2 separate regions of the Ovis aries genome follow, and region 1 is linked to region 2. Evidence: chromatin contacts called from public Hi-C data. All regions are on one chromosome and are shown on one strand. Each heading gives the region's core, a stretch centred on a gene start, on an enhancer-like site or on the middle of the called end of the contact. The rest is flanking DNA. Distances are from core to core; before and after follow the strand shown.

Region 1 (6,418 bases), core at 1,674-4,173, 72 kb before region 2:
CAATGCAGGAGACCTGGGTTGGGAAGATCTCCTGGAGGAGGAAATGGCAACCTACTCCAGTATTCTTGCCGGGGAAACCCCATGGACAGAGGAGTCTGGTGAGCTACAGGCCACGGGGTCACGAGAATCGGACACAAGTTTGCGACTAAACTACCACCAACAAAAATTTTACTTGATCTTTGGCTAAAGATACATTTTTGTAATATATAAACCAATAAATCCTTGCTAATTCTTTTTACAAAGAGATTTCTCCAAGACTGATTTTTTAAATCAAACATTTTTTACATATTTTAAAGGATTCTATTTAGGAAACAAGATGCTTTCAAAGTCAAACCATACATAAAATGAGACACTAATGCCTAATAAATATATGCTGATCCTGAAGTATGAAATCTGGTCAGCTCCCATTGACTGACGAAATCACAGGTCACGATGATGTAACATCAAAACAAGTCAAATATTAACAAATACTTACTAAAGCCCAATACTGTGCTAACTGCCAAAGCTGCCTACCTTTCTTTACATATAATGCGGCATTATGATCACAATCTGTTCTAGTAATTATCTTCTATCATACATGATCCTGGTCTGGCCTTCTATTTATCTACCTATGAGTCTTTGGGAAGCTAACAGTCACAAGACAAACTCTTGTAACAAGGTTCTGGATTTTAAAAAAATAAAAAATAGTAGTGGACTTTGGGGGCCAAAATTCTCCCTCCCTCTTAAGATTGAAGGCTACTGATAAAGTACTCAAATCCTCTGTGAATAAAAGGGGAAAGCAGAAGGTATAGGTACATACTATGTTCCTTTAGAGGTCTAATTACTCTAAAGTCTCTATATATTTTTTAATATAAAGGAAAAGGAGATTAAATTTAACTTGAAGAGTAAACTTGCCTTTGCATTATGTTGAGCCTTCATCACAGAAGGAATACAACTCAGATGTTAAAAACAAAACCAAACAGAACTTGGAGTGGCATCCTTATGATGATAACTGTGCACGGTAAGTCTACCAAGGTCAAGAACATCCTAGCTACACCTTCAAATCCACTCTTAGGAAAATCACATTAAAAATCAGCGTAAGATCATTAAGGATAATAAAGGTATCTTGTGGGTCACCACAGAAACATACTGCATTAAAACAAACATACACATTCTGGACCTCCTTGTGGCTCAGCTGGTAAAGAATCCACCTGCAAAGAGGGAGACCTGGGTTCGATCCCTGGGTTGGGAAGTTTCATTTCACACATTTCATTCCACACATTCTAGACCTCTGAGTTAGGGTCAATAAGCCTAAAAGTTACTTCCTTTGGCATACGAGTTTTGTTCTATAAAGTACCTTTACTACAGAACAACTGAAAACACAACTTCATCTCTGATTTATCCCTACTTTTCCATCCCGTATCATTTCTTTGATGATATCATTTCCTTGATAGTATTAGCTACCAAACTGACACTAAATACACAAACGAGAAAGATCTCTATTGGTTTTCATTTTAAAAATACAATTTTCAATGTTTTTGTTTTTAGGAAAACAGACATTATTTTACTAGTTCTCCCAAGCAGACTTTAGGACTTTCAATTTTATCTTTAATTATTTTTAAAAGTATTTATTTACTCACTTATTTGGCTGCACTGGGTCTCAGCTGTGGCATATGGGATCTTTGGCTACAGCGTATGGGATCCAGTTCCCCAACCCGGGATTGAACCCAGACCCACTGCATTGGAAGCCTGGAGTTCCAGCCACTGGACCACCAGGGAATTCACTTTATTTATTTATTTAATTGGAGGATAATTGCTTTATAATTTGTGCTGGTTTCGGCCATACAACAGTATCTCTATTTTTAATTCTAACATTGTCAGTAAATTCTACCCACTCTTCTATCGTCAATTCCATTTCCACAGTTACCAGCTCAGTTCAGTACTTTAAAAGAGCGCCTACTACTACGTATGATAGTCACTACTCAATCCAGCCCATATCCTAACAATTCCCTGAGCTAGTGACTTCTCAAGGTATAATTCCTTCATTGTTAATGGCCTGTCACAGTAGGAGTCATCTCCTCACTTCCGCCTACTTCTCCTGGTCTAGGGGTACCACCTTGTGGTCAGCAACAGGAATTATCCTTCCCATCACCTCGTTTCTTTCCCCTTTGGAAGAACATTATACCTAGGCTTTCTGGTTTTGCACACGGCTCAATTAACTCAATCTTATAAATCTCCCTTTCATTTGAACAGAGTGGAATACCATCCTGCAGTAATTTACTGTGGAGGGTAGTGTTCCTTATTTATAAACCCTGGGAAATCCACATACTCTAAGTCTACAAGCTATTTGTTACTGAATGAGAAAGAATGGGTTTTAGTCTACACCTTTGACAAGGCCACTGGACATGACTATTTTAAAAGCTACATATAAACACAGTAAGTTTATTTAAAAACAAAACAAAACACAGTAGGCCCCAAATGGAGTCTCTTATGCTAATTCTCATATCATCAAACTGAGAACTAAATTACAGTTTTTTGCCTCTCCCAGAAATGGACTCAAACCAGCCAACCAGGAACTGCCGATTAGCACTAGTTAGGTAACCCTTGCCAGAGAAGGCAATGGCACCCCACTCCAGTACTCTTGCCTGGAAAAATCCCATGGACAGAGGAGCCTGGTAGGCTGCAGTCCATGGGGTCGCTAAGAGTCTGACATGACTGAGCGACTTCACTTTCACTTTTCACTTTCATGCACTGGAGAAGGAAATGGCAACCCACTCCAGTGTTCTTGCCTGGAGAATCCCAGGGACGGGGGAGCCTCTGGGCTGCCGTCTATGGGGTCACACAGAGTCGGACACGACTGAAGCGACTTAGCAGCAGCAGCAGCAGCAGCAGCACGTAACCCTTGCCATCCTCTGTAAGGAGAGTAACCTAGCAATAACCAACACACTTTTTGTAACTTCCTGTTCCTGCTCCCTTCTGCCTAGAAGTCTTTTATTCTGTACAGCTCTTCAGAGTTCGTTTCTATTTGCTCAGACTGAATGCTGCCCAATTCATGAATTGTCAAATAAAGTCAGTAAGCTCTTGACTTGGTTCAATTTTGTTTTTTTGAAAACTACTAACACCACCCTTATGGCAGAAAGTGAAGAGGAACTAAAAAGCCTCTTGATGAAAGTGAAAGAGGAGAGTGAAAAAGTTGGCTTAAAGCTCAACATTCAGAAAACGAAGATCAGGGCATCTGATCCCATCACTTCATGGCAAATAGATGGGAAACAGTGGAAACAGTGTCAGACTTCATCTTTTTGGGCTCCAAAATCACTGCAGATGGTGACTGCAGCCATGAAATTAAAAGACACTTACTCCTTGGAAGAAAAGTTATGGCCAACCTAGATAGCATATCGAAAAGCAGAGACATTACTTTGCCAACAAAGGTCCGTTTAGTTAAGGCTATGGTTTTTCCAGTGGTCATGTATGGATGCGAGAGTTGGACTGTAAAGAAAGCTGAGTGCCGAAGAATTGATGCTTTTAAGCTGTGGTGTTGGAGAAGACTCTTGAGACTGCAAGGAGATCCAACCAGTCCATTCTAAAGGAGATTAGTCCTGGGATTTCTTTGGAAGGAATAATGCTAAAGCTGAAACTCCAGTACTTTGGCCACCTCATGCGAAGAGTTGATTCATTGGAGAAGACTCTGATGCTGGGAGGAATTGGGGGCAGGAGGAAAAGGGGACGACAGAGGGTGAGATGGCTGGATGGCATCACTGACTCAATGGACGTGAGTCTGAATGAACCCCGGGAGATGGTGATGGACAGGGAGGCCTGGTGTGCTGCAACTCATGGGGTCACAAAGGGCTGGACACGACTGAGCGACTGAACTGAACTGAACACTTAGACCATGCAACCTAAGTTTAAATAAGACATACAGATTAAACTCTCATTAGTAAAAAACGTTTCAAGTATTGCTCCTCACCCATCAGGCACGGCAGACGGGTGGCTACAGCTAACGGCCTTGACGTGCATTATCATGTTCTCCCCTTTCACAATGCCAAAAAAAATCCAACTTCCGTAACATTTCCTCACAGTACAGGCCTTTGGGACCTTACCCTTTGCTGTTCCCCCAGGTCTCCCTGCAGAGGTTTGGTCTGCTTCCTCGCATCCTCCAGGTCTTTGCTTGTGTATTAGTGAGGTCTTCCCCGACCACTCTGCTTAAAACTTCCCTCCCTGGGAATCTTTATCTTCTTACTCAACGGTCACATTGTGCACTTTACTTACATGTTTTGCTTACCTCCTCCTAAACTTCTCCAGTGCGAGTATTTTCGTTTGTTTGATTCACTCATGTATTCTCAGCGCCTAAGACTGTGGTGGGCAAAGTATGGGCCGAGGCCCAGACGCTGTTCACCAGTCAAACCCCGGCATGCCCGTTCATTTACATATTATGGGTGACTGATTTCATGCTCCGACACAACTGAGTAGTTGCAAGACAGACCAGATGGCGGAAAATACTTACAATGACTACTTACAGAAAAAGTGTGCAGATGCCTAACCTAAAACAATGGTAGGTCTAACACTCAGTGGAACAATTACTGAACAATTACCGAGCAAACACACACAGAGGGGAAATGTCTCCCATCCCACGGTATTTTATACAGATAAAACGGAAGAGTGTCTACACTGAGATATCACTATGAAGCCCTCCCCAGGCTGGCCCCTTGCGGCCTCTCTGAGGCCATCCTGTACTACTGTCCCCCGTCACTCAGCTTTCCACAATGGTCTTGCTATTCCCTGGACAATCAGGCGGGGAACGTGAGCTCCTACCCTGGAGTTACTTCATCCATCTGAGTAGAGAGCCAGCCTCATGACTCATTTCTTCATCTCAAGTCTTCACTCAAACGTTACTTTCTCAGCGAGGCTTACCTTACCTTATACGGCAACTCCCCTCCCCTCTGTACACAGCCCTAATCTCTTTCTTTCTCTAATTCTGCTCTTTTCTTCCCATAATACTCATCACACTTCATCGTAACATATTATTCATTTTTATATCTACTGTATGTTATCTCCTTCAATACCGAGTAAGCCTCCATAACGGCACAAATTTTTGCCTGTTTCATTTTCTGGTGTATTCTAACTACCTAGAAAACTGCCCAGTACATAGCTGGTATTTAATAAGTACTGATGAATAATTAAATGAAAGATTACTCCATTTCAAAAACTTCTCCACATACATTCTCAAACTCCCTAACTAGATATCGTTTCTTGCTCCCTGTCTATTTACTACTAATTCATCAAACCAATAATTCAAGGGCCAAAGTACTGGATGCGTGCTCAGTCGCTCTGTCGTATCTGACTCTGCGACCCCATGGACTGTTAGCCCTTGAGATTCCTCTGTCCGTGGGATTCTCCAGGCAAGAATACTGGAGTTGGTTGCCATTTCCTCCTCCAGGGGATCTTCCTGACTCAGGGATCGATCCGGCACCTCCTGCAATGGCAGGCAGATTCTTTACCACTGAGCCATGCAGGAAGCCGGAAGTACTGGCATGCGGAGTAAGACACACCCCTGCCCTGAGGCAACTCTTCTTTCCGCTCCCACCATCTCATTTTAGACCCAAACTACCACAACCGCCTTCCAGCTCATCTATCTGCATCCCACCTGAATGCAGTGCAACCCACTCTTCACACCATAAACACAGTGATATTTTCTAATCACAAACGTGAAACTCTCCCCTTTGCTTAAAATGCTTTGATACTCCTCATTCCTCTTAAATGGAGAAAAACTCCTGAACACCATCTGAAACCTCTGTCTGAGCTCCTTCCCCTCTCTCCAGCCTTACCCACCGTGTGCTTGCATGAACACGCACACACACCTGCCATCCCGTCCCTCATACTCAGTAAGCGTCCTTCCATCTTAGCACCTTTGCACCTGGAGTTCTCTCTCCATCACCTAATTACCTCAGCTTACCCTCCAGATCTTTGTCATTTCCTCACAGAAGTGACATCCTTAACTAGGTCATAAGTTCCTATAATCGGCTCTAGTAGCATGTGCCACAATTGAAACTTTAGATTTGCTCAAGTGATTATTTAATATGTATCCCCATCTAATGATGAACTCCATGAGAGTAAGGATCACATCTTTTTCTGTACATCACAGTATCCACAGTGACTGGAACACCTCATTATATGTTTGCTGAACGAATGACTGAATGAAAGAGTAAGTCAAGATATGGACAAAAGGAAAAACTTTAGAGGAAAAATAAAAAGCGTGAGAAAGAGTAATAGCTGTTAAGTTGTAGGAGGTAAAGAAGTCCACATGGGCTAAATCATGGGAGGTCTTGCGTATCATTTTAAGGAACTTTCTTTGCCCCTCAGGAAATGATGGAGCCAGTGACTGCTTTTTAAGCAGTGGAAATGACAATGACTTGTTTTAGTATTTCAGATAGCTCTCACAAGC
Region 2 (6,083 bases), core at 1,169-3,668:
GTGTCTGACTCTTTGTGACCCCATGGACTGCAGCATGCCAGGCTTCCCTGTCCGTCACCAACCCCCCGGGAGCTTGCTCAAACTCATGTTCATCGAGTCTCTGATGCCATCCAACTATCTCATCCCCTGTCATCTCCTTCTCCTCTTGCTTTCAGTTTTGCCCAGCATCAGGGTCTTTTCCAATGAGTCAGTTCTTCATATCAGGTAGCCAAAGTATTGGAGCTTCAGCTTCAGCTTCAGTCCTTCCAGTGAATACTCAGGACTGATTTCCTTTGAGATTGACTGATTTGATCTCCTTGCAGTCCAAGAGACTGTCGAGAGTCTTCTCCAACACCACAGTTCGGAAGCGTCAATTCTTCAGTGCTCAGCTTTCTTTATGATCCCACTCTCACATCCATACATGACTCCTGGAAAAACCATAGCTTCGACTATATGGACTTTTGTTGGCAAAGTAATATCTCTGCTTTTTAATATGCTGTCTAGGCTTGTCACAGCTTTTCGTCCAAGGAGCAAGCGTTTTTTTATTTAATGGCTGCAGTCACCATCTAGAGTGATTTTGGAGCCCCCAAAATAAAGCCTGACACTTTCCATTGTTTCCCCATCTATTTGCCATGGAGTGATGGGACCAAGTGCCATGATCTTGGTTTTTTGAATGTTGAGTTTTTAAGCCAGCTTTTTCACTCTCCTTTTCACTTTCATCAAGAGGCTCTAGTTCCTTTTCACTTTCTGCCATAAGGGTGGTATCATCTGCATATCTAAGGTTATTTCTCCCAGTAATCTTGATTCCAGCCTGTGCTTCATCTAGCTCGGCATTTCACATGATGTACTCTGCATATAAGTTAAATAAGCAAGGTGGCAATATACAGCCTTGACATCTCCTTTCCCAGTTTGGAACCTTTCCCAATTTCCCTCCTTCCCCAGTCTGTTTTTCCAAGTCCGGTTCTAGCTGTTGCTTCTTGACTTGCAGACAGATTTCCCAAGAGGCAGGTCAGGTGGTCTGGTGTTCCCATCTCTTGAATAAATTTTCACAGTTTGTTGTGATCCACACAGTCAAAGACTTTGGTGTAGTCAATAAAACAGAAGTAGATGTTTTTCTGGAACTCTCTTGCTTTTTCGATGATCCAGTGGATGTTGGCAATTTGATCTCTGGTTCGTCTGCCTTTTCTAAATCCAGCTTGAGCATCTGGAAGTTCTTGGTTCATCTACCGCTGAAGCCTCGCTTGGAGAATTTTGAGCATTCCTTTGCTAGCATGAGAGATGAGTGTGACTGGAATGCCTTTGTCAGGATGTCTGGTTCTAGGTGAGTGACCTTTTCATGGCTAAATACTTTTCCATGGTATGTATGATATCACATTTTGTTTATTGATGGACATTTGGGTTGTACCCGTCTTTGGATTATTGCAAATAATGCTGCAAGGACCACTGGCATAAGTTTGCTGTACACCTGAAAGTAACTGAAAGTAATGCAACATTGTAAATCAACTACGATCCAATAAAGATTACCAAAAAATAAAGTCTTTGTCTAGTAAGTCCACCATCTGGCCTTCCTCAAAGATAGTTTCAGTTGGTTTCTTTTCCCCTCATGTATGGGTCATACTCTCCTGTTTCTTTGTGTGTCTTGCAAATTTGCAGAAATGTTTGCATTTTAAATAGTAAGTGTAGCAATTCTAGAAATTAGACACCCCCCACCTCCCCAGGGTGTGTTGTTGTTATGCATCGTTGCTGCTGCTGCTGTTTGTTTGTCTGGTGAAGTCCCTGAATGAATTCTGTAAAATCTGTGTTCTTTGTTATGTGTGGTCACCGAAATCTCCGTCTGGTTAACAGAATGGTCTGCTAATGATGGAACAGAGATTTCTTTAAATGCCTTGCACCAGTAAGTCTCCCAGCCTGGATGAGAGGCTCTGTGTGTTGAGACATGCTTCTGATGCTCTATCAGACAGTTTAGGATCTTCACTTTCTGTGTCTACAGAGCCTCAAGGTCAGCCAGAAGTGAACCACTAGGGCCATCTTGGTTATTTCCTGGACAGGTGCCTTGCCCTGCCCATGTGCATGGCCTTCTAGACCTCCAATAACATATTGGAGCTTTTCAAAGTCCTCTATGGATGTATCATTCCCCAGCTTTCCTTTTACATTTTTTTTGTGCAGCTTCTTGTGTGTTCCATCTGTTATCAGTGCTTCAGGCAGATTTTACGTTAAATTATTGCTGCTGACCTTTCTTTCTTTCTTTCTTTCTTTTTTTGACAAAAGTTCCCTAGGGAAAAGGCTGTTCACACTGACAGAGCTGAGTCAGGTCAAATAAAGACAAGCTGTGGGAGCAGAGATGTCCAGGTAACTTCCAACAGGTCAAATAATGACAAAGCCCCAGGGACAGGACATTTTAGGGAGCACCAAGCCCTCCTTCCCCCTTCAGATGCTGCTAAATGACTGTTTTTCCTGGCTATCATGATTGTGAAACTGTTGGTTTTCAAGGCTACTGAAGAGCTGGGAAGAGAAGATGGACTTGGATAATAGCCACAAAAGTTCACGGCTCTTACTCAGTTTGTTTTTCTTAAAATAAATGTTCCTGGGAATGCTGTAAGACTTTGGTTAATTTCCAGAACACTGAAAAAGTTGATTTTGACTACTTTTGCCAACATCCTCATTGTCCTTACAGAGGGCTGGATTTTCAGAGGTCCTTACTCCATTCTTCTGGAAGTGCTCTCCCCTCCCACAGAGATCTTGAGATTAAAAAATTTTTCACGTGCTGCCCAAATGAAAGAGCCTGTAGACTGAGATGGTCCGTGGTCCATCAGATGATCTGTGGCCTCTGGTCCCTAAAATAAGCCCTCTACAGGGTCTCCCTGGTGGCTCAATGGTAAAGAATCTGCCTGCTAATGCAGGAGACGGAGGTTCAATCCCTGATCTGGAAAGATCCCACATGATGCGGAACAACCAAGCCCGTGTGCCACAACTACTGAGCCTTTACCCTGGAGCCTGGGAGCTGCAACTGCTGAAGCTCAAACACTCTGGAGCCCGTGCACCGGAACTAGAGGGTAACCCCTGCTCACCACAACTAGAGAAAAAGCCTGCACAGCAACAGAGAACAGCACAGCCAAACAAATAAATGATTTTTTTTAAAGCCCTCAACAAATGTTTGCTTCCCTGATAGCTCAGTTGGTAAAGAATCCTCCTGCAGTGCAGGAGACCCCGGTTTGATTCCTGGGTCGGGAAGATCCCCTCAAGAAGGGATAGGCTACCCACTCCAGTATTCTTGGGCTTTCCATGTGGCTCAGCTGGTAGAGAATCCGCCTGCAACGTGGGAGACCTGGGATCGATCCCTGGGTCGGGAAGATTCCCCGGAGAAGGGAAAGGCTACCCACTCCAGTATTCTGGCCTGGAGAATTCCATGGACTGTATAGTCCATGGGGTCGAAAAGAGCCGGACATGACCGAGCGACTTTCCCTTCCAACAAATGTTTCTTTATTTGTACAAAGTTGTAGCACTCGGCTGGGGGAGCAGTAAACAGTGATTCTGTAGCCTGTGGTCCCCGGAATCCCTATGTGGCTTCCCACCTATCAGACCACATGCCTGGCCCTTGGCTGGATCTGTGACAGCTGTAGCTGTTCCCAGCGGGTCTGGCCCCAGCTGCTGCACCTCTCAGCCCAGGACTTTTCCCAGGGCCCCCGAGGTGGGCAGTGAGGAAACACTGTCCAGGGGAGATGTGGTGGGTACAGAGCCTGGCAGTGTCCAAACCTGTTCCTGGGCAGTTTCTCATCGACTGGTCAGCACGCTAACTCCTGACACAGACAGCACACAAAAGACCGCAGAGGAGAGGTCTTTAGATGCTTCTGAATGGCTAGACAGCTGAGCACATCTCCTTATATGAGTGAGCATGTGACCTCGCAAATGTCTGTGTGTGCAGCTTCGTGCATGTGTGAGTGTATGCCATGTTTGAGTGTGTAAGTATACATGTGTACATATGTGAGCTTGAGTATAAACATGTGTGAATGTTTGTGTGTGTATGTATATGGCTATGTGTATAAGCAGACATGTTGGCAAGTGTGTGTGAAAGTGTCTGTGAATGGGCTGAGGTATGAATGTGTGGGATATATGTACGTCAAGGAATGCAGAGTGGGTGTGTGAAAGTGTGTTGTGAATATGAATGTGTGTGAGGTGTAGGACATTTGAGTACGTGTGTAAGTGTATGAGTGCTTACACAATTACAATTACATTAACTACATGTGTGTGAATCAACGTGCACAGATACATCAACATGCGTGAATGTTTGTATGTGTGAATGTGTGTGACTGAGTAGGTGCAAGTGGAAGTGTGTGTAAATGTTTGAGGGTATATGTTTGGGAGCAGATTTAAGTATATTTGAGTATAAAATTGTGTGACTATACTAGTGTCTATATTAGTGACTGCATGAGCGCGTGCGTTTAAAGGTGTGAGTGTATATGTTTATTGCTGTGTCCGTCTCTTTGTGACCTCATGGACTGCAGCACACCAGACTTCCCTGTCCCTCACTGTCTCCCGGAGTTTGCTCAAACTCATGTCCATCGAGTCGGTGATGCTATCTAGCCATCTCATCCTCTGCTGCCCCCTTCAGTGGTAAAGAATCTGCCTACCAATGCAGGAGACACGGGCTTGATCCCTGGGTCGGGAAGATCCTCTGGAGGAAGAAATGGCAACCCACTCCAATATTCTTGTCTGGAGAATCCCATGGACGGAGAAGCCTGGCGGGCTACAGTTCATGGGGTCGCAGAGTCAGACACGACTGAGCACCTAGCACCTAGTATATATGTTTGAGGGTGTGTAATTATGAGGATAAATGAATGACCGTGTGGCTATGAAAGCTTGAGTGTGTAAGCTATGACCACATGTATAAATATATGTGTGAGCACAGGAGTCTGAGTAGGTGAATCGGATGGGACCGTGAATGTGTGGGTGTGAACGTTTGGGTGAACGAGTCTGTGCATGTATGAGAGTGTGTGTGTGTGTCTGTGTGTGACAAGTGTATGCAGATCTGCCAGGGGCAAATGAGCGTCAGCTGCAGTGAGGGGGTAAAGCCAAGCTTCTCCCCTGGGACGTGCAGGGCAGCCGTCCCCAGGCGGGAAGTCTGCAGTCACACTGGGCAGATGTTCGCCTGCTAGACCCTAAGGCCCCTGGCCTCCTGCTCCCCCACCACTCGCAGTCCTGGGGGCCAGGAGGGGCTCCCAGGCACTGGTCTCTAGTTAGTGGCTGTGGCTTCGTCCGCCCCCTCTCAGTCAAAGAAGCCTGGTGTTTACAGCTCACCTTTGCCTCCAGGCCTGCTACCTGGGTAACAGAGGCAAAACACGTACTACTGGCATCGTTAAACTTTGCCCGTCAGCGTGATTGCACAGGCCATCTGGAGGTTGCTTTTAAAACCCTGCTCTTATCTGAGAAATTTGGGGCCTTCCCCTTGAAACCTCACCTCCTCACCTAGTTCTCTCCTACCATTATCTCCATCACATAAATCTGTTTGTTTCCTTGATATCACAACCTGTAATTTTCTTAGTCTTTAAATTGCTCGTTGATATTTCTGTCTCCAAACTCCCCCAAGGCAGGTATGTATTCAGTCAGTCCTAGTCACAGCTGAATCGACAGCATTTAACACAGCTCGTGGGCACTTAGTAGGTGCTCAGTGAATAACCTCACTGACTGGCAAGGAATTAATTCACACATATATACCACAGAATAAACGCCTCTTGAAACCAGCTACCCACTGGAACTTCCTACCCGCAGAGCTCGGGTGCAGCATTTCCTGTCTTAGCTTGCAAGTTGGCCGATGCTAAGATTCTAGAGCTGTATGTGCACACGTTTCGATTATTTGAAAACTCGGTTGGTTGGTTCTGGGGCCACAGTCCACTCAGCCCAGTCTGGCTATTTCTGGCACTACAGTGTCACCTACCGGCTACAGATAAATCTGCAGTCTCAGGAAAAGGCCCTATCCTCCAGGCCTCAAACCAGGAATGGAATGGGGGTTGGGGGGCTGATAAGAAATGGACTGGGAAGAAGTGATACTTCAGCCGGGGTTCCAGCTGGTTCCAGCTGATGGCTCTGCATCAGGGCCTCATCACCTA

The links. A called contact is a pair of places that touch in the nucleus more often than the background predicts.
Region 1: a contact with region 2 is called in a Hi-C map of tail adipose tissue, with 3 times the contacts expected there. The contact joins two enhancer-like sites. A contact is called at or near these places in 10 of 16 Hi-C or Micro-C datasets (blood, mixed tissues, muscle and 4 more).

Annotation. Positions count from the first base shown.
Region 1 is chr19:55,943,671-55,950,088 of ARS-UI_Ramb_v3.0, reverse strand. The region is part of intron 4 of TMCC1 (transmembrane and coiled-coil domain family 1); the gene reads right to left. Among named protein-coding and RNA genes, the nearest start is that of TMCC1, 51 kb to the right of the region's middle. Within about 2 kb of position 2,923, at least 4 of the 54 cell types and tissues checked have an H3K27ac peak or open chromatin away from gene starts, as enhancers often do.
Region 2 is chr19:55,871,871-55,877,953 of ARS-UI_Ramb_v3.0, reverse strand. No RefSeq gene overlaps it. Among named protein-coding and RNA genes, the nearest start is that of TRH, 12 kb to the right of the region's middle. Within about 2 kb of position 2,418, at least 3 of the 54 cell types and tissues checked have an H3K27ac peak or open chromatin away from gene starts, as enhancers often do.